6 separate regions of the Mus musculus genome follow, and all the other regions are linked to region 1. Evidence: chromatin contacts called from public HiChIP or PLAC-seq, Micro-C and promoter capture Hi-C data. All regions are on one chromosome and are shown on one strand. Each heading gives the region's core, a stretch centred on a gene start, on an enhancer-like site or on the middle of the called end of the contact. The rest is flanking DNA. Distances are from core to core; before and after follow the strand shown. Region 1 holds the start of Tbc1d24 (TBC1 domain family, member 24). Region 2 holds the start of Paqr4 (progestin and adipoQ receptor family member IV). Region 3 holds the start of Flywch1 (FLYWCH-type zinc finger 1). Region 4 holds the start of Nthl1 (nth (endonuclease III)-like 1 (E.coli)). Region 5 holds the start of Srrm2 (serine/arginine repetitive matrix 2). Region 6 holds the start of Elob (elongin B).

The links. Promoter capture Hi-C pulls out the DNA fragments that hold promoters and counts their contacts. A called contact is a pair of places that touch in the nucleus more often than the background predicts. HiChIP or PLAC-seq counts read pairs in DNA pulled down with a chosen protein or histone mark.
Region 2: a contact with region 1 is called in a FOXA1 HiChIP or PLAC-seq map of pancreatic cancer cells. The contact joins the promoter of Paqr4 here to the promoter of Tbc1d24 in region 1. A contact is called at or near these places in 2 of 39 promoter capture datasets (embryonic stem cells and stem cell-derived epiblast-like cells) and 1 of 115 datasets of contacts at active chromatin or transcription factors (pancreatic cancer cells).
Region 3: a contact with region 1 is called in a FOXA1 HiChIP or PLAC-seq map of pancreatic cancer cells. The contact joins the promoter of Flywch1 here to the promoter of Tbc1d24 in region 1.
Region 4: a contact with region 1 is called in a promoter capture Hi-C map of liver, with 4 times the contacts expected there. The contact joins the promoter of Nthl1 here to the promoter of Tbc1d24 in region 1. A contact is called at or near these places in 10 of 39 promoter capture datasets (the 3T3-L1 cell line, cranial neural crest, embryonic stem cells and 6 more).
Region 5: a contact with region 1 is called in a Micro-C map of embryonic stem cells. The contact joins the promoter of Srrm2 here to the promoter of Tbc1d24 in region 1. A contact is called at or near these places in 3 of 39 promoter capture datasets (cranial neural crest, embryonic stem cells and pre-B cells) and 2 of 484 Hi-C or Micro-C datasets (both in embryonic stem cells).
Region 6: a contact with region 1 is called in a FOXA1 HiChIP or PLAC-seq map of pancreatic cancer cells. The contact joins the promoter of Elob here to the promoter of Tbc1d24 in region 1. A contact is called at or near these places in 1 of 39 promoter capture datasets (stem cell-derived epiblast-like cells) and 1 of 115 datasets of contacts at active chromatin or transcription factors (pancreatic cancer cells).

Annotation. Positions count from the first base shown.
Region 1 is chr17:24,204,048-24,207,314 of GRCm38.p6, reverse strand. Tbc1d24 (TBC1 domain family, member 24) reads left to right here and starts at 1,753. Exons shown (of 8, transcript NM_173186.4): 1 at 1,753-1,841. It overlaps Ntn3 (netrin 3), which reads left to right. Exons shown (of 6, transcript NM_010947.3): 5 at 33-107; 6 at 368-3,267. The coding sequence ends at 717.
Region 2 is chr17:23,738,849-23,742,115 of GRCm38.p6, reverse strand. It overlaps Paqr4 (progestin and adipoQ receptor family member IV), which reads left to right and starts at 1,786. Exons shown (of 3, transcript NM_023824.3): 1 at 1,786-2,256. The coding sequence starts at 2,091. Kremen2 (kringle containing transmembrane protein 2) reads left to right here. Exons shown (of 10, transcript NM_028416.2): 10 at 145-917. The coding sequence ends at 355.
Region 3 is chr17:23,770,106-23,773,372 of GRCm38.p6, reverse strand. It overlaps Flywch1 (FLYWCH-type zinc finger 1), which reads left to right and starts at 1,771. Exons shown (of 8, transcript NM_001357994.1): 1 at 1,771-1,958.
Region 4 is chr17:24,630,908-24,634,174 of GRCm38.p6, reverse strand. It overlaps Nthl1 (nth (endonuclease III)-like 1 (E.coli)), which reads right to left and starts at 1,493. Exons shown (of 6, transcript NM_008743.2): 1 at 1,321-1,493; 2 at 10-248. The coding sequence starts at 1,423. It overlaps Tsc2 (TSC complex subunit 2), which reads left to right and starts at 1,548. Exons shown (of 42, transcript NM_001286713.1): 1 at 1,548-1,637; 2 at 2,064-2,230; 3 at 3,176-3,262. The coding sequence starts at 2,093.
Region 5 is chr17:23,801,692-23,804,958 of GRCm38.p6, reverse strand. Srrm2 (serine/arginine repetitive matrix 2) reads right to left here and starts at 1,734. Exons shown (of 15, transcript NM_001368687.1): 1 at 1,561-1,734. Gm52285 (a long non-coding RNA gene) reads left to right here and starts at 1,187. Exons shown (of 2, transcript XR_003952234.1): 1 at 1,187-1,269.
Region 6 is chr17:23,827,460-23,830,726 of GRCm38.p6, reverse strand. It overlaps Elob (elongin B), which reads left to right and starts at 1,618. Exons shown (of 4, transcript NM_026305.2): 1 at 1,618-1,644; 2 at 1,749-1,883; 3 at 3,154-3,259. The coding sequence starts at 1,642.

The DNA of each region.
Region 1 (3,267 bases), core at 504-3,003:
GGAATCTGCTAGTCTCCACTCTTTCCCCCTAGACTGTGAGTCACATTGCAGACCTGCGCGTGGCAGTTACCGAATCAGCCTGAAGAAGTTCTGCCGGAAGGACTATGGTAGGCTGCCTCACTCCAGCTCTTCCATCTCGCCCCCAGCTCCTTTGAATACCTTGACCCTGGCTGTACTTCAAGGCTCTTTCTTTCCTCGGGTCTCCCACTGATGCGGGCTTTGGCAGCTATGTCTTAAGTGTACCTCCCTCTAGTGGGTGACCTCTTCATGTCTCTCCTAAGCCATTTGGACATTCTATGCTTCTCTATACAGACCCCTCCGGCCCTGCCCCACTTAACCTGATCGCTTTTCCACGCCCCCCCCGCAGCGGTGCAGGTGGCAGTGGGTGCACGCGGTGAGGCCCGCGGCTCGTGGACACGCTTTCCGGTAGCGGTGCTTGCTGTGTTCCGCAGCGGCGAGGAACGCGCTCGACGCGGGAGCAGCGCGCTGTGGGTACCAACTCTAGACGCGGCCTGCGGTTGCCCGCGCCTCCTGCCCGGCCGGCGTTACTTGCTGCTGGGAGGTGGGCCGGGGGCTGCAGCTGGGAGCACAGCGGGCCGGGGACAGGGGCTCAGTGCTGCCCGTGGAAGCCTCGTGCTGCCTTGGAGAGACGCCTGGACCCGGCGCCTGCGGAGGCTGCAGAGGAGAGAGCGGCGGGGGCGCTGCGGGACCGCCTGAATCTGCAAGCTGGGCGTGGACTGGGCGGACTCAGCTCTCTTATCACTGGGCGCGGCGCGTTCATCAGAGCACTAGGCTGGAAGTGTCACGTGCATCGCCATCTAATTTCCCCCTACCCCCATCCCCGCTTGAAACCTATTTGGCGATACCCTACCCCCAACTTAGAGGAGTATGATGGCCCCTAAGAGCTATCTGGAGGCTCCTAGGGCAGCTCAGAGGACCCTGATCTTATCCCTCTTGGCTGATACCCGACGTCTCTTAAAGGTGTGAACCCGCCTATTCCCAGGGGATGCTAGGATGATCCCTCTGGGGTTTGAGCACATCCCACGGGCCAATGTGATTCATCAACTCTCTGATGCTGTGATACACTAGAGTTCTCCAACCTCTCCAAAACCACTGTTGCCACCATAATTGCCTGTACACCGCTGCAGGGGCTGTGGCTCAATTGCACAGCCAAGACAGCGACGTCTCTGCCCTCCAGCCGGGAATGTACAAAGAGTATTGTAGGCTCCCCTGTCCAGTGTCATGGATCTTGTCCCCATATCCATTCTGGCCTGCCTCTGCCGGTCACGTGACCGTGTCCCCATCCGCAGCTGCATCACTGCCTGTGTCCCATATCTTTCTTGTTCCGTTGTACCCTTTTCTGGGGTCCATCCAGCTGTCGCTTTCTACCACGACTCCTACCAGTCTTGGCCTCTTGGCTCCATGACACAGGTCCTGCCCCTAGCTAGGAGCCCTACACTCTATCCGCTCAAGACTGGACGTCGAGAAGGGGCAGATCAGGTCCACGTGTGACCGGACCAGAGGCGACTTCCACGGGCAGCCGTCGGAGTTCTAGTCGTCCGTGACTTTGCCTTACACCAGGCGCTAGGGTCCCCACCTCTTTAGGCGAGCCCCCGCCCCTTAGCGCGGGAACCGCTGTTTGGCTAGCGCATGCTCCCGACTTGGCCGCCGCCGGGCGCAAATGCGCATGCTCAGAGCCGGCAGCACTGAGACGCGGGGCACTCGGGGTGGGCAGCCCGCAAGCGCGTGCTTGTGGGGCGGGGCCGCCTACGCGCGTGCGCAGAAAGTCCAGTGCGGTCCAGCGGAGAGCCGAAGGGAGAGGTGCGGTGCGGCGCGCCGAGGTGGGTGCGCGGCGGGGGCGTGGCGGCTGGACGCGGGGTGTGGGGGTGTCACTGCCACGGTGCGCTGACCGGCGGCACGGATGTACTGAGGGAGGGGGGCACGGGTTGTGCTCCGTGTCTTGGTCGCTGCGGGTTAGGGGGCTCCAGAGTCTAATGCTGCGTGCGTGACGTGGGCCCCGGAGTCAGAACCCTTTGGGCAGGCCCGGCTTTCCTCGATCATCCCTGCCTTCTCTGGGCTCTGTGTCGTGGGCAAGAACTGCCTCTGTGTCAACCTTCCCTTGGGGCACTTTCCGTCCCTGCGGAATAGGAAATCCTCTTTCTGTATTCGTTCGAAATTGCAGCAGTGTTCATATACCTTTGCCCTCGGAGACCTGCAACAACCCAGGCCCTTCACTTGCCAAAGATGACACAACTGCCCACCTGAAGCTTAGGGACTTTCCCAGCCTGAGAGCCCTATCCAGCCAGTGTCCCTGACATGCCTTGGTCACCTGTGCCTTAGCTTGGCCCTGTGCTTCAGGAGTTTTGAATAACAGCTGGAGGGCAGAGCTGGCACCACACGGGGTGGGCTGCACATGACAGAAGTCAGTCTGCTGGGTGCTGGCAGCCTGACCACAGATTTTCCTTGACAGACCTGACTCAGTTCAGAAATAGTGCTCTGGCCTTCTTGGATGGGGACTCACTGGGCTAACTTTAAAGGCCAAAGATTGTCTAGCCCAGCCCGGACATATGCAGGCATAGGTTGGCCATTTGGGCGGTTGTGTTGCTGTCTTTCCAAGGTAAATAAAGGATTTTCCTTGTCTCACCATGTTCTGCTGGAAGGTCAGCAAGCTACTCCCAGGCAGTTGGTACAACTGTCCCATGGCATGCGTTGCCATGTCATCTACTTGGGGACAATGACTCCATTCTCATTTTCACACCCCTGTCCCCAATAGGCACCTGTCATTGTTCACTGAATTGTTGTGGAGATGGCTGTATTTGTGTTCTCTCAAGCTCTATCTGATGTCAGTTCTGGGTTGGTGTCAAGACCAACCCAGACGACAAATGGTTAAGAAATTTCAAATATTTGATAGTGACCATTCATATTGAGTGCTATGAGGGCTCTGTGTGCTTCCTTGATGATTAATCCTCACCTAATCTCCCCAGTACTCAGATAAAGACTTAGGGTAGTGACAGCTGTATTTAGAATCTAGTCTGCGTGTGGATAGGCCTGGAGCCACATCGTGTTGTCCCTGTTCCCCCATGGTCTGGCATTCAGTTAGCCAGGCACTCTCTTAAGTGCTTGTTGGAGGGAATAAAGATGCCACTTTTTGAATGCTACATGTCAACTAGTGAACTAGCAATGTAGTGGCTTTTGGCTGGATTAAGGGTGACCTTTTGGGTTTGCAGAAGTACTCTAGTAATCTAGGTAGGGTTTTCATAACAACAA
Region 2 (3,267 bases), core at 537-3,036, 470 kb after region 1:
TGGGAAGCCTGGGCTGGGGGACGAAGCTAGGAAGGCCCTGGGTTCTTGAGTGGGCGAGGCCGTGGGAGAATTGGTTTGCAGGCAGAGCAGGATGTTAGAGGCAGGGCTGGGTATGGGTCCAGCTGACGTCTGCTCCCTCCCTAGGAGCTGTCTGCTGGCTCCAGGAAAAGGGTCTCTGGCCATGGGACCTTCCCGGGGCCCCGGGAGAAGCTGGGCTGTGTGGTACCGCCGGCCCCGAGGGGTGGCCCTGCCCTGTCCCCCAGGGGACTCTCAGGCTGAGGGTCCTGCTGCGGGCTACCGTCCCCTGAGTGCCTCCAGCCAGAGCTCCTTGCGCTCGCTCGTCTCTGCTCTCTGACCCCAGACGTACGTGAGTCCATCACCACTTCTGCCAGCGAGATGGACACCCGAGATATTATGCAGCACCCTACCTCGACCTTGTGCCCCTTTAAAAGCAGCTCGGTCTCTGATCATCTCGGGAAGACCAGAAGATCGGACAGGAAGCATCCAGTGCTATTTGGGAACTTGGCCTGACCCTTGGGGTCCAGATGACTGAAGCCAAAGGACAAAGGGAATCCAACACCCTAATTCATGGACCTTGATGTGATGGGTGGTGTTTGGTTTCAGGGTTCTTTGCGCCTCTTTTGGGGATGGTCCTGGACTGCTGCCCTCGATGAAAGGTTAGGGGCCAACAAAAGTGATCTAAAGCCGGGCGTGGTGGCGCATGCCTTTAGTCCCAGCACTCGGGAGGCAGAGGCAGGAGGATTTCTGGCCAGCCTGGTCTACAAAGTGAGTTCCAGGACAGCCAAGGCTATACAGAGAAACCCTGTCTCAAAAAACAAAACAAAACAAAAACAAAAACAAAACAAAAGTGATCTAAAGACTCAGTATAGACTTAAAATAAAAGGCCTATTTTGGTAGAGGCTTTAGCAAGTTCTTTGCGCGAGGAAGAACCTGTCGATAAGGGTGTGGGCAGGGGGGCTGCAGGTGGGATGCTGGGTGTCCACACTGTGAGCTTTCTTATGAGAGGATGTGGAAGTTGGTCTTGGGTAGTTTTATGAGGAAGAAGCGCCTTCCTTGTCCCTGCCAGAGTAGAAGAGAACCGACCTTGCTTCCCTGGTCTCCTGCCTTTGCCCGTTCCTTGCCTGTACTGGGCAGGGCTAAGGGTGTGCTTTGTGGGCGATAAAAGGGAGTGAATTGGGTGGAACCCAAGCTCGAAGCAGCCTGGCCGGAAGGGCTGGGCCTCGCTAAGGGTTCCAGGTGCACCACACATCTTAGACGCTTGGGTTCCCCGCCAATGGAAATATGCCTCCAAAGTGGGTAAGCGCCTGCGCTGCTCAGGACTCTTCTGGGGGGTGTGGGGGGTGGTGGTGGGGCGCTTAGCCAGCAGCACCTTGGACAGAGTCTGACTGTGGGTTTAGAGCTGGGTAGCCGGGTTATGTGCTTGAGGTAGGTGCCCAAAGGTGCGGCAACCTGAAGGTCATTAAGAAAGCTGGGGTGTGATAATGTTGGTAGACCCAAGGTGCTAGGCCACTCCAGTGGAGGAGCCCGACACAGAAACTCGCGTCGCAAGCCAACAGCCACTCCACGCAAAGAAGGCTGGAACCGCATATGTTAAAAAGAGAAGGCATGGGCGGTCTCGGGGCGGAGCATCTCCGTCCGCAGAGCCCATTGGTCCCTGCAACAAGAACGTCAGGAATCCAGCGCGCGAAACACAGGCAGGGTGGCGGGGGCGAGGAGCCGGGGTGGAGCCTGCTGTCCCCTCCGGCGTCCGGCCGCGCCCGTCCTCCGGGCTGCGGCGAGACGCCTGGCTGCCGTTGCGGCCAACCGGAGCTCTCCCTCCGCCGCTCTGCTACGGTGGAGCTGAATGCACTGAGCTCCGACCTGGGGTTGCCAGCTTTCTCTCCCTTGCGGGGGCGTCGAACTCGCGCGTGCGCAGCGCGTGAGGGAAGGGGGCCGGGACCTCCTTGCTGACCCGGGCAGGGCCACCGGATAGCCGGAGGTGAATCGGGATGAGCTTCCCAGCGCTGCAGCTCCACTGAGAAGGAAGCCCAGGCGCAGAGGGTCGCCGGTCGGCCGCAGTGCGTGAGGCCATGGCATTCCTGACCGGGCCTCGTCTCCTGGACTGGGCTAGCTCGCCGCCGCACCTGCAGTTCAATAAGTTCGTATTAACCGGCTACCGGCCGGCCAGCAGCGGCTCGGGCTGTCTGCGCAGCCTTTTCTACCTACACAACGAGCTGGGCAACATCTACACACACGGTAGGTGAGCCGCGCCCCGATTCACGCTTCTTGCACTCGCGGCCGCCTTGCCTGTGAGCACAGCAGCCCCCCAAGCTCAAGTCCTGGACTGTCCCTGCTCTGGTTGGGTCAGGCGCCGCGGTGACAAAGCTGCCATTGTCCCAAGCTTCGTTGCCAGCTCCTGCTTTCCCAGTAGTGCCCCAAAGCAGGACAGGGGAGCAGAGTGAGAGCCAGCTTAATCCGGCTGAGCTCTAGGGGTAAGAATCCTGGTATCCCCTTGATAATCCTGCGCCTTGGGCACCCTCCCCCTCCAGCGCTCATCCTGGAGATGGGCGTTCACTGGCTAGGAGGAATTGGAGAGAAGACTGCCCCTGCCTGACCCAAGCCCTTCCTCGCGATAGCCTTGAGTCCCCACGACCATAGCAGTACCGTGGGGCTCCGCTTTCCCCCACCCCGCCCCCCAACACACTTCTTGCGGGCCCCTAGAGCTCTGCTGACACAGCCCTGGCCTGTCCTTGAGCCGCCCCAGCTGGGAGAGGGAACTAGAGCCAGCTAGGTTTAGACTTGGGCTTTTCTCTAGAGGAAGAGCGCTATTGTCTAGTCAGACCCCCACCAAGAGTGGGGCTGATGCCTGCATTTGTCCTCTATTAAGGCAATGCCAACTGGTTGTGGGGAAGGGAGGAATGTCCAAGAAAGGCCAGCACTGGAAAGAACAGAGCTGAAAGCGCCCCAGTGGAGACAGGATAGGCTTCTTCCAGTCCTTTCCCCTCATTCTGGCCTTTCCTGGCTTTCTTTATGGAAAACAAAAAGACCCAAAGCCTCCATCTGCCTGGACATTTGACAATGTTAAGTAACCCTGAGGCTGGTATGTCCCTCCTGTCCTAATCAGAACTCAGGCTGAGGTCATGCTTCTCCAGATTTCTGCAGGACGGACAGACAGACAGACAAGACAGACCTGGTCTGGCCTCCTGTGTGGCAGGGAGGAACTGTGGCTTTAGCCAGGAATTGGTCTGCCCTGGTTCATCATCCTCT
Region 3 (3,267 bases), core at 522-3,021, 430 kb after region 1:
ACTGAATTTTGTCCTCTGTAAAGAGCTGTTTAAGTGCTGAGAATCGCTAAGGCAGTGGTTCTCAACCTGTGGGTCACAACCTCCCTGACAAACCTCTATCTCCAAAAATATTTACATTATGGTTCATAACTAGCAATATTACAGTTAGGAAGTAGCAACAAAAATAATCGTATGGTTGGGGGTCACCACGGTATGAGGAACTGTATTAAGGGGTCACGGCTTTAGGAAGGTTGAGAGCCACTACCTAACAGTGTTTCTTTTCAAAACGGTTTGTTTTTGGAGACAGTCTATGAAGAATCAGCTTCCAGGACTCGCTGTGTAGCCCAGGATGGCCTCATTCTCCTGCCTCTGTCTCCGCAATTCTGAGTTTACAGGCTTGCCCCGCCACACAGGGCTTCCCATTTTCTCTCTAAAAGTTAAAAGTTTTTTAACTTTTAGATTTCTGAAACCAAAACCAAAACCAAAACCCTTATCTTTCTCTTCTACTTACTTATTCACCTATATTGTTGTTTTTAAAACCCAGGGTCTCATGTAGCTCAGGCTTGCCTTACATTCACTATGTAGCTGATGAAAGACTTGAATTCCTGATTCTCTTGCTTCTGTTTCATTTGTGCCACACACATTCAGCTCCTGGATTCTTATTTAAATATGCGATCTGTTATTGTCACTATTTCAAATCTCAGATAGTCCTGGATTGGGAGAGGGGGGTATCTAAGGGTTTCAACGTGCTGCATAAGAATGTTCTTTGGAGGGCTGGCGAGATGGCTCAGTGGTTAAGAGTGCCGACTGCTCTTCCGAAGGTCCAGAGTTCAAATCCCAGCAACCACATGGTGGCTCACAACTATCCGTAACGAAATCTGATGCCCTCTTCTGGAGTGTCTGAAGACAGCTACAGTGTACTTACATATAATAAATAAATAAATCTTAAAAAAAAAAAAGAATGTTCTTTGGAACTGGCTCAGTTATGAAGACCATTGGGCTGCTTCCAAAGGACCCAGCCTTGATATCCAGCACCCACATGGTGGTTCATAACTCTGGGCAACTCCAGGAGATCCTATGCCCTCTTTTGGCCTCCACAGGCACCAGAAATGCACATGGTGTACAGATACACATGCAGACAGAACATCCAAATACATTTTAAAAATACACTTAAAATATGTCAGAGTTATGTTTTTTAAAAAATAAAAAAGAAAGGAAGGAAGGAAGAAAACTGGGTGGCAGTGGCGCATGCCTTTGATCCCAGTACTCACCGTGCTAGGGTGGCAGAGGCAGGCTGATCTCTGAGTTTGAGGCCAGCCTGGTCTATAGAGAGCATTCCAAGACAGCCAGGGCTACGGAGAGAAACCCTGTCTTAAAATAAAAATAAAAATAAAAAATAAAGAAATAAAATACTTAAAATGTAAAAAAGAAAGTTCTGAAGGTCACAGGCCTAAAGACGCACTTAAGCCAAAGCTACAACTTCGTAAGAATGCAGTCAAATCCTATAAAAGTCCTGTTCTCTCTATCAATAGCGCTGTCATCCTTTTAGTGATGACTCCCAGCCTGCATCCTTGCTACAAATTCACCTGTCGCCCCGCCCTCCCGGATGCAGTAGCGGGACCATGGGTTGTCCCGCCTTCTTCCTTGTTAGTAGACCCGCCCCTGATGCTGATTGGCTAGGGTGTCAAGTTGACACTGCGCAGAGAAGACCCGGAGAAGTGGTATCCGCCTCAGGAATGGCTCCGCGCCTCTGCTGCGCATGCTCGCTAGTAGTTTCTAGGCTTCCCAAGCAGGCGTCTCGCGGGGGCGCGCGCGCGGGCACGGGCTCGCTCCCCAGGGGGCAGTTGGCGGCGGGAGCGGGCGGCGGGGTCGTGGTTCCTAGAGCAGCCCCGGCTGCTAGGCCGGCGCCTGCGTTGGCGGACACTCACACGAAGGATCGGGTGGCTCAGCCGCCGGAGAGGCAGGGCCCGCTGCCGTCGGTGAGGACGGGCCCCTGCGGGCGGGAGGGTCGGACCAGCGGAGCGATGCCTGGTCCGGCTATCCTGGGGTCGCGCCCGGTGCTGGGGAGGGGCCCCAGCTCTGTAGCTCGGGCATGGGGTGCTTCTTTGTCGGACATCCACGATGCGCCTCCTTTCTACCTGATCTCTCCATCAACCCACTCGACTCCTGTACCGATCTTAACACCTCTAAATCCGGGACCACACATTCGCCCATCTTCCTTGAACCGTGTCCACCCATTGCATGTCCATCCAGCTCTGTCCTCCGTCGCGGCCCATCCTTGGCGGCCGCAGGTCCCAATGACCTTGCACTTTTTGCCGGTTGTTACCCCTCCTCGTTCAGACTATAGGTTGCCCATTGTGGCTTTCAAACTTTGTGACGCATTCTAGACTGAGAAAGATGTTTTATGTGTATATTCTGTGCCTGAAGATAGATTTCGTGAATCGCAAGTTTAAAGAGAGTCGCTTACCAATCTCACATGACGCAGATCTATTTAGGCTGTGTTCTAATTCATTCCTTTCTGTTCCGTTCCATTCCATTCCAAATGACTGACTTGCTAACCCATTGATTCAAGACCTAGCTTATCTGACAGTTTTAAACCCCCCTTTACTCCTTACTCTACAATCAGATAACCATCCCCAAGAAAGATCTTTTTGTTATGATGTTTTGTTTTTAACTTCTTTGCTTTCCAGGGTCCTTACCATTGCTGGGGCTTGGTTTAGATTTCTGGTATGTTTATCTCATTGTTCTCCCAAGTGCCACTAGTCTGACTTGTGGGAACAAAACAGCATATGAAGTAGAGGAGAGCTGATAATACATGCTCACTTATGCAGATGAAGATGGCTTTGCTGGGGGAGGGATGTGAAGCTGAATTGTTAGGTAAAGGAATCCGTCTAGCCAAGATTCTCATCTAGGAGGATTGCGGAAATCTATCAGTTGGCTTCCCACATCTCATGTGGGTTTTCCTTATCATTCTGAGTGTGTGTTTGTGTGTCTCTGTGCATGCATACACAAGGCTGTTTATCACTCTCTGCCTTATTCCTTTTTGTTTGTTTGTTTCAAGACAGGGTTTTTCTATGTAGCCCTCATCTGTGGGCTTCAGGTGGGCCTCAAATTCACAGAGCTCCTCCACCCCCTGCCTCCTGAGTGCTGGAATTAAAGGTATGTATCACCATGTCCTGCTGCAGCGTCTGCATTGCTGAATCGCTTTGGAACAGTATCCTCAGTTCACTGTCCCATCCCTCCTCTCCACCAGGAGTATTGGTTCCCCGGTGACTTGAGAAAAGAGGT
Region 4 (3,267 bases), core at 244-2,743, 430 kb before region 1:
GTTGCATACCTTCGGGGAGGCACTTGCATCATAGCAGTGCTCGGCGCCTAGCTGGTCCACAGGTGCATCCTTCTTGCTTCTCATGATGCGGATGTTGGCCAGTTGCTGCTGCCAGTTCTGGGGCTCCCAAACGGGCACTTTGAGGGGCTCAGCATCTTCGCCTTCCTCACCATTAGCCGCTTCATAGGCCACATGCGTTTTCTGTGTTCTCCGTGGATGTCTCACGGGCCTGTGGCTTTTTCTTCCTTCTGCAAAAAAGTGCCATTCAGTCTTTGGAGTGGGTTTTATATGAGGGTGGGGGAAGGGTGCTGCTTACCTGCCAATCCACATCCCCACACTTGTTTGTGCAACTAACTGTCCATTATCTACCACGATGTGTACAGAAGTGCTGTGCTCTGCCCTTGTCACAACAGTACATGACAGTCTGACAAAGTGCCTGTTAGCACACCGACACTAGTAACAGCCTCTAGGATAATATAACCTCTCTCCTTTGTCCCAAGTCCTTTGAGTTACATTCAAGAGAACCTCTCTCTTCACACCCAAACTGGACAGTGCAACTCCCCTTTCAGAAATCGTTGCATTTAGGATGAGCTCCAAACTCTACTACTATAAAACATTTGCTGCCTTAACAGTATCAACACTTTCTGTGGCCCTTGGCCCTTGCCAAGCCTCAGCCTGGATCCCAGCGGATCTCTACTACTGAACCGATTCTGGGAGACCATTGCTGCCTACGCACACTCCTGCTCTAGCCACTTATGTCTAAGTCCCAGGCGGGGACGGGCTGATAATTACTCCCTGAGTACCACTAGTTGGCACATAGTAGGCCCTTAATGGCTACAGGACAAACACAATGAGTGCCATGCCCTTTCCTGTTTTCTCTCTGGGCCTGTTTTCTTTCAGAACCACCGTCCAGCTGGGAGAGAAGACTTCTAGCTGGGTGTGTTCTTGGCACACAGCCTGGCCCTACAAGAGAGGGAGGCAGCTCTGAGAACAGAGCTGTGTCCCACGGACAGCCTGGAGCAAGTGAATGTCCTAAGCTAGGCTGGTTGGACTAAAACTTTTCACTGGCGATAAGGGTGGATGAATACATCCAGAACCCAGTCTTACGGACCCTGCAGACCCTGCGGGTCCCAGACCCTTGGAAGAAGCTAGAAGTGGGGCCACGTGAGATTTAAGCGTAGCTTCAATTCAAGATTCAAGGCAGCTGCCTACTCCGCGGCGCCTAGAGTTTAGGTCAGATGCTGCGGCCCGGGACGCAAGCCTGGAGCCAAAGTTCCACGTTCCTCCTTTCCTCCAAAACGCCTGCAGGCGCAGAGCTACCTGCAGCAGCCTCTCGCGGGGCGAGCTCCTCCCTACACCCTTCCGACGCGATCCTAGTCGCGCGGCTCCGACTGCGAGTCACCATCCGCACCCCTGAGTTCATGCCTGGGCTGTAAACTACTCCTCCGAGCAGCCCCGCGATCCCACCACTTGCTCAACGCGCACGCGAAACTACAATTCCCAGAGAGCTCAACGCAAATAGTCAGCAAAGCCTCGCCCCCGGAAGTACGGGTTGCGCTTCCGGCAGCTGCCCTGGGCCGGGGGTGTGCGCCCTTCCCTGGGTGCAGGAGGACCTGCGCGCGAAAGGCGCGCGCGGGGTGAGTAGCCCTGGAGGCTCTGACTGCTGGGGCGGGTTGCGATGGTTTGTGTGGTCGCGTCGCGATGGGGTGAGGGGAATTGGTCGTTCTGATTCCAATCCTCCGCCGCTCCCACCGCTGACAAGTCCTAGCGCTTCAAGCCCTCCATTGCGAATGTGAGCGGGCCTCTGCATCTATTCACGCGACAGCTCCTCCTTAACCTAGGGAGAACTAATGGCAATCAACAGGCGGGTCGCTAGAGTAAGCCTATACCTCCGGAGTTGATTTGTGGCTGAGTTCCTCCTGCATGGAGTTGAGTTGCCCCAGAGGCTGTAGGAAGGACAGGTTATTGCCTACCCTTGACCTAGGATTCTGGAGGTTCGCCTCGAGGGCAGAAGGGAGAACCTTTCCTGGGGTGTATCAAATAATATGTTTATTTCTACACAGAGCAGTTCTCTAGTACTGCCCTGCCCACCATGGCCAAACCAACAAGCAAAGATTCCGGCTTGAAGGAGAAGTTCAAGATACTGTTGGGATTGGGAACATCGAGGCCAAATCCCAGGTGTGCAGAAGGCAAACAGACTGAGTTTATCATCACATCGGAAATCTTGAGAGTGAGTGAGTGGCCAATGTCTTGGCTAGCCCAGCACAAAGGCTAGGAAGGCTGGGTTTGTCTGTCATTGGGTTCTGTGGGAGATGGGTTGCTGGTAACCATCTGCATAGGGCTGCTGTCCCCAGTACTGTGGAGACAGATATATGCCTGTCCTCAGGATCTTGGTGTCCTGCTTTAGCACACTTGCCTTAGAAGTTAGGTGTTGTATGAAAACTTATTTTGTTTAGTGTTATGGTAGATAGATGCCCTGTACTCTCTCAGCACGTGAGAGGCAGAGGAGATAGGATTATGAAGTTGGAGGCAACATAATTGTAACCCACCTGAGCTACAGTAGTGAGACTGGGTCCTCCTCTCCTCAAAGATGTTCGTTTCCTTTTTTAAATTGGAGATCCACCCTTTCTTTTTAGGAACTTTTAAAAAAAGATTTATTTATTTAACATACACACACACACACACACACACACACACACACACACACACACACACACACACTGTAGATGACACACCAGAAGAGGGCATCAGATCCCATCACAGATGGTTGTGAGCCACCATGTGGTTACTGGGAATTGAACTCAGGACCTCTGGAAGAGCAGTCAGTGCTCTTAACCACTGAGCTATCTCACCAGCCTCGAGATCCAGCCTTAAAAAACCAAACCAAACACAACAAAACAAAATGCTGGGTGATGGTGGTGGTTGGTGTATGCTGCTAATCCTGCCCAGCACTGGGGAAGTTCAGTACAGCCAGAGATACACAGAGAAACGCTGGAGAGACAGAGGAAGGGATGGAGCGAGGGAGGGAGAGAGAGAGAGAAAAAAAAACAGAGAGAGGAAAGAAACCCCATTGGTTTACAGGGGAAATGCAGAACAACGTTAGGTGGTTTATGGCCAGTGGGTAAGAAGACCTCTTTTTAAAAGCTCAGCCCTTTTCCTCTTTTCTCTTCTCTAGGAACTGAGTGGTGAATGCGGCCTCAACAATCGCATCCGAATGATAGGGCAGATCTGTGATGTGGCAAAAACTAAGAAGCTTGAGGAGGTGGG
Region 5 (3,267 bases), core at 485-2,984, 400 kb after region 1:
ATACCAGCAGCCAAAAACAATGCTTGAAACACTAAAAGGGAAACCACAACTACCAAAACCAGGAAGTATTTAAAACAGGAGCCCAAAGCATGCAAGCCTCTCCAAGAACAAATTGCCGGCAAGGGAGGAAAACTTATCAGAATGCCAAAATACAAAGAGGTAGAAAATTAGCAAACTAAGATATTCAAGAAACAGCGACCGAGAGAACAGCAATGATCAAGGAAAAGGACGCTGAGTAAAAAATACAGAGAACTCAGAGCTGAGACACTACTGACTGCATAGGCACCATGAAACATACAAGCTACAGTATACATCCAGGCCTAGGCCCCACTCCCACGGAAAAAGGCAATAGTTTCCTTTTGAATCCACAATTAAGAGACATCTTAAAAGAACTGTAAGATGGAAACAGCAAGGAAGAACGTCATCACCAAGTAATGGCTGACTGAAGCCAGGCTATTAAGTCAAGAATTTTTTCCCCATCGAAAAGCTCTAAAAGGCTTAGCTTTAATATTTGAGGAGACCTTTTTAAAAACAGGGTAGGAGCCGGGTGTGGAGGCAGAGGCAGACGGATTTCTGAGTTCGAGGCCAGCCTGGTCTACAGAGTGAGTTCCAGGACAGCCAGAGAAACCCTGTCTCCGGGGAAAAAAAAAACAAAAAACAAAAACCAGGGTAGGAGCCAGACATGGTGTCTCATGCCTTTGATCCCACAGAGGCAGGCAGATTTCTTGAGTTCAATGCTAGCCTGATCTACACGGTTAGTGCCAGACCAACCAAGACTATTTAGAGGCCCTAGCTCATAAAACCAAACCGTAAAAAAGAAATAAAATAACAGGGTTGAAAGGAGCACATTGGTCTTCCTTATACACGCAGGCTGAATACTTTCGCGGTTTTATTATCCTCACTTTTTAAGACTTGGGGATCCCCCACCCCCACGCACACACTCACAGCCTCTGATACTAACGAGGACGAACGGTTTAAATCCTGGCCTCCGAAAGTTCAAGGCCTCCTCCCGCCGCCCACTGGGCAGCCCAGCTTATTTTCGGCCTCGAGGAGGGGGGAGGGGGCCACGCGGCGCCCCGCGGTCTGGGCGGCTCTGGCCGTTTCTCAGGCCCCTAGCAGGGCCCGTGGACCCACGCCGGAGCCGATCGAGGAGAGGTACCAGCAGGTCCGAAGCTCGGGCGGGGGACAAGTACCTCCGCTGCCGCCCTCTCCCCGCCCCCTAAAAGACCGAAGAGGACGACCGCGGAACGACGGCCTCCTCAGCCCCAGGTAGAGCAAAGGAGAGAAGCAGAGCCTCGCGCAATGCTGTCTCACCGGGGGCGCGCGGACGAGACCAGGCGGCCGCGCGCGCCGCGGCCGTGTGGGGGAGGGGCGGAGGAGTTGAAGGCCGCGCGTCCCAGGAACCGCGGGAGGGGGAGGGGAGGAAGGGAAGGCGACCGCGCCGGCCGAGGCGACGAGCACGCGTGCGCGCGGCGGCCTGGGCCGTTCTCCCCGCGCTCTAGCCTCCGGCCCAGCCCGCCGCCCCTCCCCCACCCGGCTAGCGCGCTCCCTTTCTCTCACCCGCCGCCGCCGCCTCCGGCCGCCGACTGTCAAACAGGGAGGTCCCGCCGCAGCTGCTGCTTAAGTTTTCGTATCCCTCGGAGCCTGAAGCCGCCGCCTCGTCGGTCCGCCCGCCTCAGCCGCCGCCGCCGCCGCCTCCTCGCTTCCTCAGGGGCCGCAGCGGGCTTCGACTGCGCCACTCGCACCCCGCCTGGGCAGCGTTGCGCGTCAGCACGACCTAGTGCGTCAGCACGCAATCATGAGAGCCGCTGGGCCCTCTGGGAACCGTAGTGCGTCGTGCGCAGGCGTTGAAGCCACAAGGAGGACCTTAGGCGAAGGGACGTGCTACTGAAAAGTCGAAAAACCCCGAGTCCCGTCGGGCACTGCGGGGAAAGGCGTGGCTCCGTACCGAAGCTGCAAGGTCGGCTGAAAAAAAACTTCTGTAGGAGGGGGGAGGGGCGCGGGGGCCGCAACCCACAACACCCGGGAGTAGCTCAGACGCACGCCTTCCGCGCACAGAGTTCTGGGAGCTGTAGTTCGGTTTTAGAGAGAAAACGCGTAAGACTCCTCCGCTAGGCAGGGTCGCCATTTTATGTGACCGTGTTGGGTGGCAGTGGCTCAGCAGCTTTACCTAGTCACTGTGACCATGGTTTTCTTTAATGTGTACGAGGCCCCACAGCACCGAGTCTTCTTCGCAGGAAGAGGTGCTTCAGAGTCAAGCCACCTGACAGCTCTGGAGCCACTTGAACCCGGCTTCTGGCCCAGTATCCGGTGCTTTCCACAGTTTCCACCTCTGTAGTCCTATCTGAAGTGGGGCTTGCAGACCACTAAAAAATACTTTCTCTTACCTTTGGGCAAAGAGACTAAGTGATTACTTTTCGCCTATAGAGACTATGCCATGTAAGTGGAGGAATGTGAGAATGCAGTTCCATTTCCTGGCCCTATAGCACGGTTCCGGGAGTTTGTCCCAGTGCCTCTCACTCGGTAGCAAGGGCCCCACCACTGAGGCACTGAAAGATCCTGGCAGAATGTAAAAGGACACAGAAGCCCTGAAATTGGCAAGATAGACGTCAGTGTTAGCAGAACTAGCTTCACTGATTTAGAAAAATAGAGGTGCACAATGCTCTGGCCACTCCTTGAACCTGTGTGTCTGCCAATGTTCTGACCAGGTGTGTGCTCATTGCTGCACCTTCATTAGACTCTCCTTGTACCCCTCCATACCCATTTCTTGAGAATAGACATTGTTTAGATCTGGAAATCCCCTAATCTCCCCCTTCTCCTTTCCCCCCTGAGGGCCTATAAAAACTGGAAACTCTTTCCCCTCGAGGACGACTCCTCTACCCCTGCGTGGGATATGAGTTGTCCCCAGAGCTCTGGCTTTCCCCAAATAAAGCCTCATGTGGTTTGCAACAAGCTCGGTCTGTCATGAGTTCTTGGGTGTCCGATATTGTCCTGAGGCCTGAGCGAGGGGCTCCTCTCGGAGTCTTTCAGCACTCCCTGCTCATCATATTTCTTCGTCTTCCTTTTCATCTTCGTCTTCCCCTCCTCCTTCTTTTAACTTAGTGTGTTAACAAATATACGCATGTTTGTCTGTTGAAGGTGCACATGCGTGCAGTGCCTATAGAGGTCAGAGGTCAGATCCCCCAAAGATACGGTTAAGGGGCTTGGGAGGCAGCTTAGGTGGGTGCTGGAGCCAAACTTAGCTCCTCTGAATGAACAATTCTAAGG
Region 6 (3,267 bases), core at 369-2,868, 380 kb after region 1:
GGAGAGGACAATATCCTGTCTTCTTCAGTCCCAGGAAATGTACCAGAGATAGTAAAAGGAATGAAGATAATCCAAAGAGCCACTGTCCTTTTGTTCCCCACCCCTCTTTGACTATCAGTCTGTAAGGATACATGATTCTCCAAAGAATGATACCCCAGACTCAAATAGTATGTAAATGCAAAGAATGTTTTAAGCTGCACAAGTCCAGCATGCTGGGGTCTCCTATTACCAAGATAGAGACACCCAAGTGAGCTTTCAGGCCTGATTTAAAGCACATTAGAGAATTCCAGTGTAGGTGACCTCTATGTTAATCTGTTGTGCACATCTCTACAGAATTCTATTAACATGGTGTGGGGACTAGAAACTTGCTGGGGAGGTCTGGGAACTGTTACTAAGTAGCTGAGGATGTCTGGAAACTGCTGCTGACCCACTGTCCTTGCATCAGACGAGGTAGTTGGGACAGTCCATTACCTGGACATGAAGGCTGGAGCCTAGGGTTTTGTTTTGTTTTGTTTTTTTAAATCATCAATTGACTTCCCTGGACTTGCCCAGTTTTTAGGCCTAGTGTCCTTAACTGCCAATTTGAAGTCTGTCGTGAAGTCAGCCTAGCCTTCTCAAGGCTGTTAAAAACAATGGTCTCCAAGTAATCAGGATTTCCCCAGGAATCTCATGTTGGAATAAGGAAGGGTTTGACCTGAAACAGATGTCACAGCTCATCAGGCCATCTTGTAGGACAGTCAAATGATGGGCCATACCTTGCCTAACACTACTCATTTGTTCCATTTCAGTTTAAACAAACTCCACAGTCGACTTGGGAAAGTCACTGGACCTCTTCTTATGGCCACATTAAGTAAACCTATCAATGCTTTTCACTATTAACACTTTTTAGTTGGTGTACTGGGACCAGGTGGCCAAGTCTAGCTAGAGTGGACCCTAATAACTACAGCAGAAGTCTCGAAGAGCAATAGTTTCTCTAGCTCCTAAGAGGCCACAAAGCATGGCTGAATTGGATTTAACAAACCCTTAGACCCAAGCCTAGAGCTGGATGAGGAGAATACACAGTGGTGATCTTAGATCCAAAATTGTACATCGTCTCAAAATGGCTGTAAAGTTACCCCTCACATTCCCTGCAAGAGCTTGACCCATAAATAAACGTGGGCTGGAGAGATGGCTCGATGATTATGAGGACTGGCTGTTCTTCGAGGAGTTAGCTAGGTTCGATTTCCTGCACCCCACACGACCAGAGGACCCGACGGCCCTCTTCTGGCCTTCCCAAGCATTGCATGTAACAGTTGCATAGGCATAAATGCAGATAAAACACTCATATAAAATTGTTCATGGCAGATATGCATGAGTAGCTCTCCGTGACTCACTCTCTACGCCCCAAAGCAAGCCCAGCTTGCACCACGGATCCGAGACGGGCTCAATATATAACCACCTATAACCCAGACACCGAGATGGCGGCCAAGCACAGGAAGTGGCTTCCGGATCGCTTAAGATGGCCGCAACGGCGTGGGAGGGGCTGCAGGATAGGGGGCGGGGCGGGCGGGGCCGCGCAGAGCACGCTGGGTCGCGCTTGGGCTGCCGGGAAGGGGCGGAGCGCGGCCGCGCCGGCGCGTCGAGCCAGAAGCAGCCGCCGGGATGGTGAGCGGGCGCGGGGGGGAGGGGCGCGGGGCCGGGGGCGGCGGGGGCTCCGGGGCCACGCCGGGGGCCGCGGGCTAGCGCTGACGCGGGCCCGCCGTCCTCAGGACGTGTTTCTCATGATCCGGCGCCACAAGACCACCATCTTTACGGACGCCAAGGAGTCGAGCACCGTGTTCGAACTGAAGCGCATCGTCGAGGGCATCCTCAAGCGGCCGCCAGAGGAGCAGCGGCTTTACAAGGTGCGACGAGCGGGCGTGGCGGTTGCGCGCGCGGGGGTCCAGACAGGACACTTAACAAGGAGGTCTCTTGATCGTGCTGAAGAGCCGGCAGCATCAGGTCTCCCGGCAGCCGCCCCGCCCTGCCAGGCCGTCTTGCTCAGCGGTTGGGGAAACCGAGGCCTCGATAATCTTACGCAGCCGAAGGTCGTGGCAGAGCCAGGGTTTGTTCCTGGCTAGCCACCTTCGGCCTGTCGGGAGCCCACCGGAATCCCACTGTCACAGGGTGGGGTGGAACTCGAGGAATGCAAGTGTTGTTTAGAAGATAGGTCAAGATCCCACCAGTGATTCACCCAGCCAGTGTTTACCCTCGCCAGTCTTCTGATGTTCTAGAAACACTTGGCATTCAAGCTCACCTCCAGAAGCCAGCTCCAGTTTTGAATAAGCTAGCCTGCGGAGTTGGGTCCTCATGCCCCAATCCCGAGTCAGGCTTCCCAGAAGCGTGCCAGTAATCTAAATACATTGAGCTAATTCCAGCTGTAACTCCAGATTAGAGCCTGGATTCATGTCTCTAAAGGGCTTTTCTCACTGATACCCACTGATCTTTTTCTTGAAAGACCCTCTGCTGGTCTAGGAACCACATAGTGTTTTTAGTGCTGCTTTCTATGCTCCTCATAATTCCCGTTTTAAGGTTAAGGTTGATTTTTAAAAGAAAGGTGGGGAGTGGAGAGAAAAACTTGATAGGACTCAGGGGTGCAGCTGTGTTTAGTGTTAACATAACCTGTATGAAAGCCTAGGTTAGATCACCAGGCGGAAAAAACTGGGCAATAATCCTGTTTGGGAGCTAGATGTAGGAGGATCAGAATTTCAAGAACAAAATACTGTTTGAGATATTTTCTCAAAAAAAAAAAAAATTCCAACTACCTTTTGAATTAGATATATCTAGAGAGCTTGGAAAAGCCAGAATTCAGAGGCCTGTGAGTTTTATTTTTGTGTGTGTGATACCTGCTCTCATACAGTCCAGGTGCTCAGGTGCTCTGGAGGCCAAAGGGATCAGATCTCATGGAAGTGGAATTGTGAACCAATCTATATGGGTGCTAGAAAATGCCCTTGGAAGTCTCTGCCAGAGCTTTTAGCTGCTGTAAGCCATCAGTGCAGTCAGAGCTGGAAATTCTTGGATATAGTCCTGGAATATGTGTTTTATACTTAGGGATGCCTCTTCCTAAGTTCCTCACCTAAGTTGGCTGTCTTTGGGACCTTAGGACCTCTCCCTAAACCCTGCTTCTCTCTTCAGGATGACCAGCTCCTTGATGATGGCAAAACTCTGGGCGAGTGTGGCTTCACTAGCCAGACAGCACGGCCACAGGCCCCAGCCACAGTGGGCCTGGCCTTCCGAGCAGGTAAGATG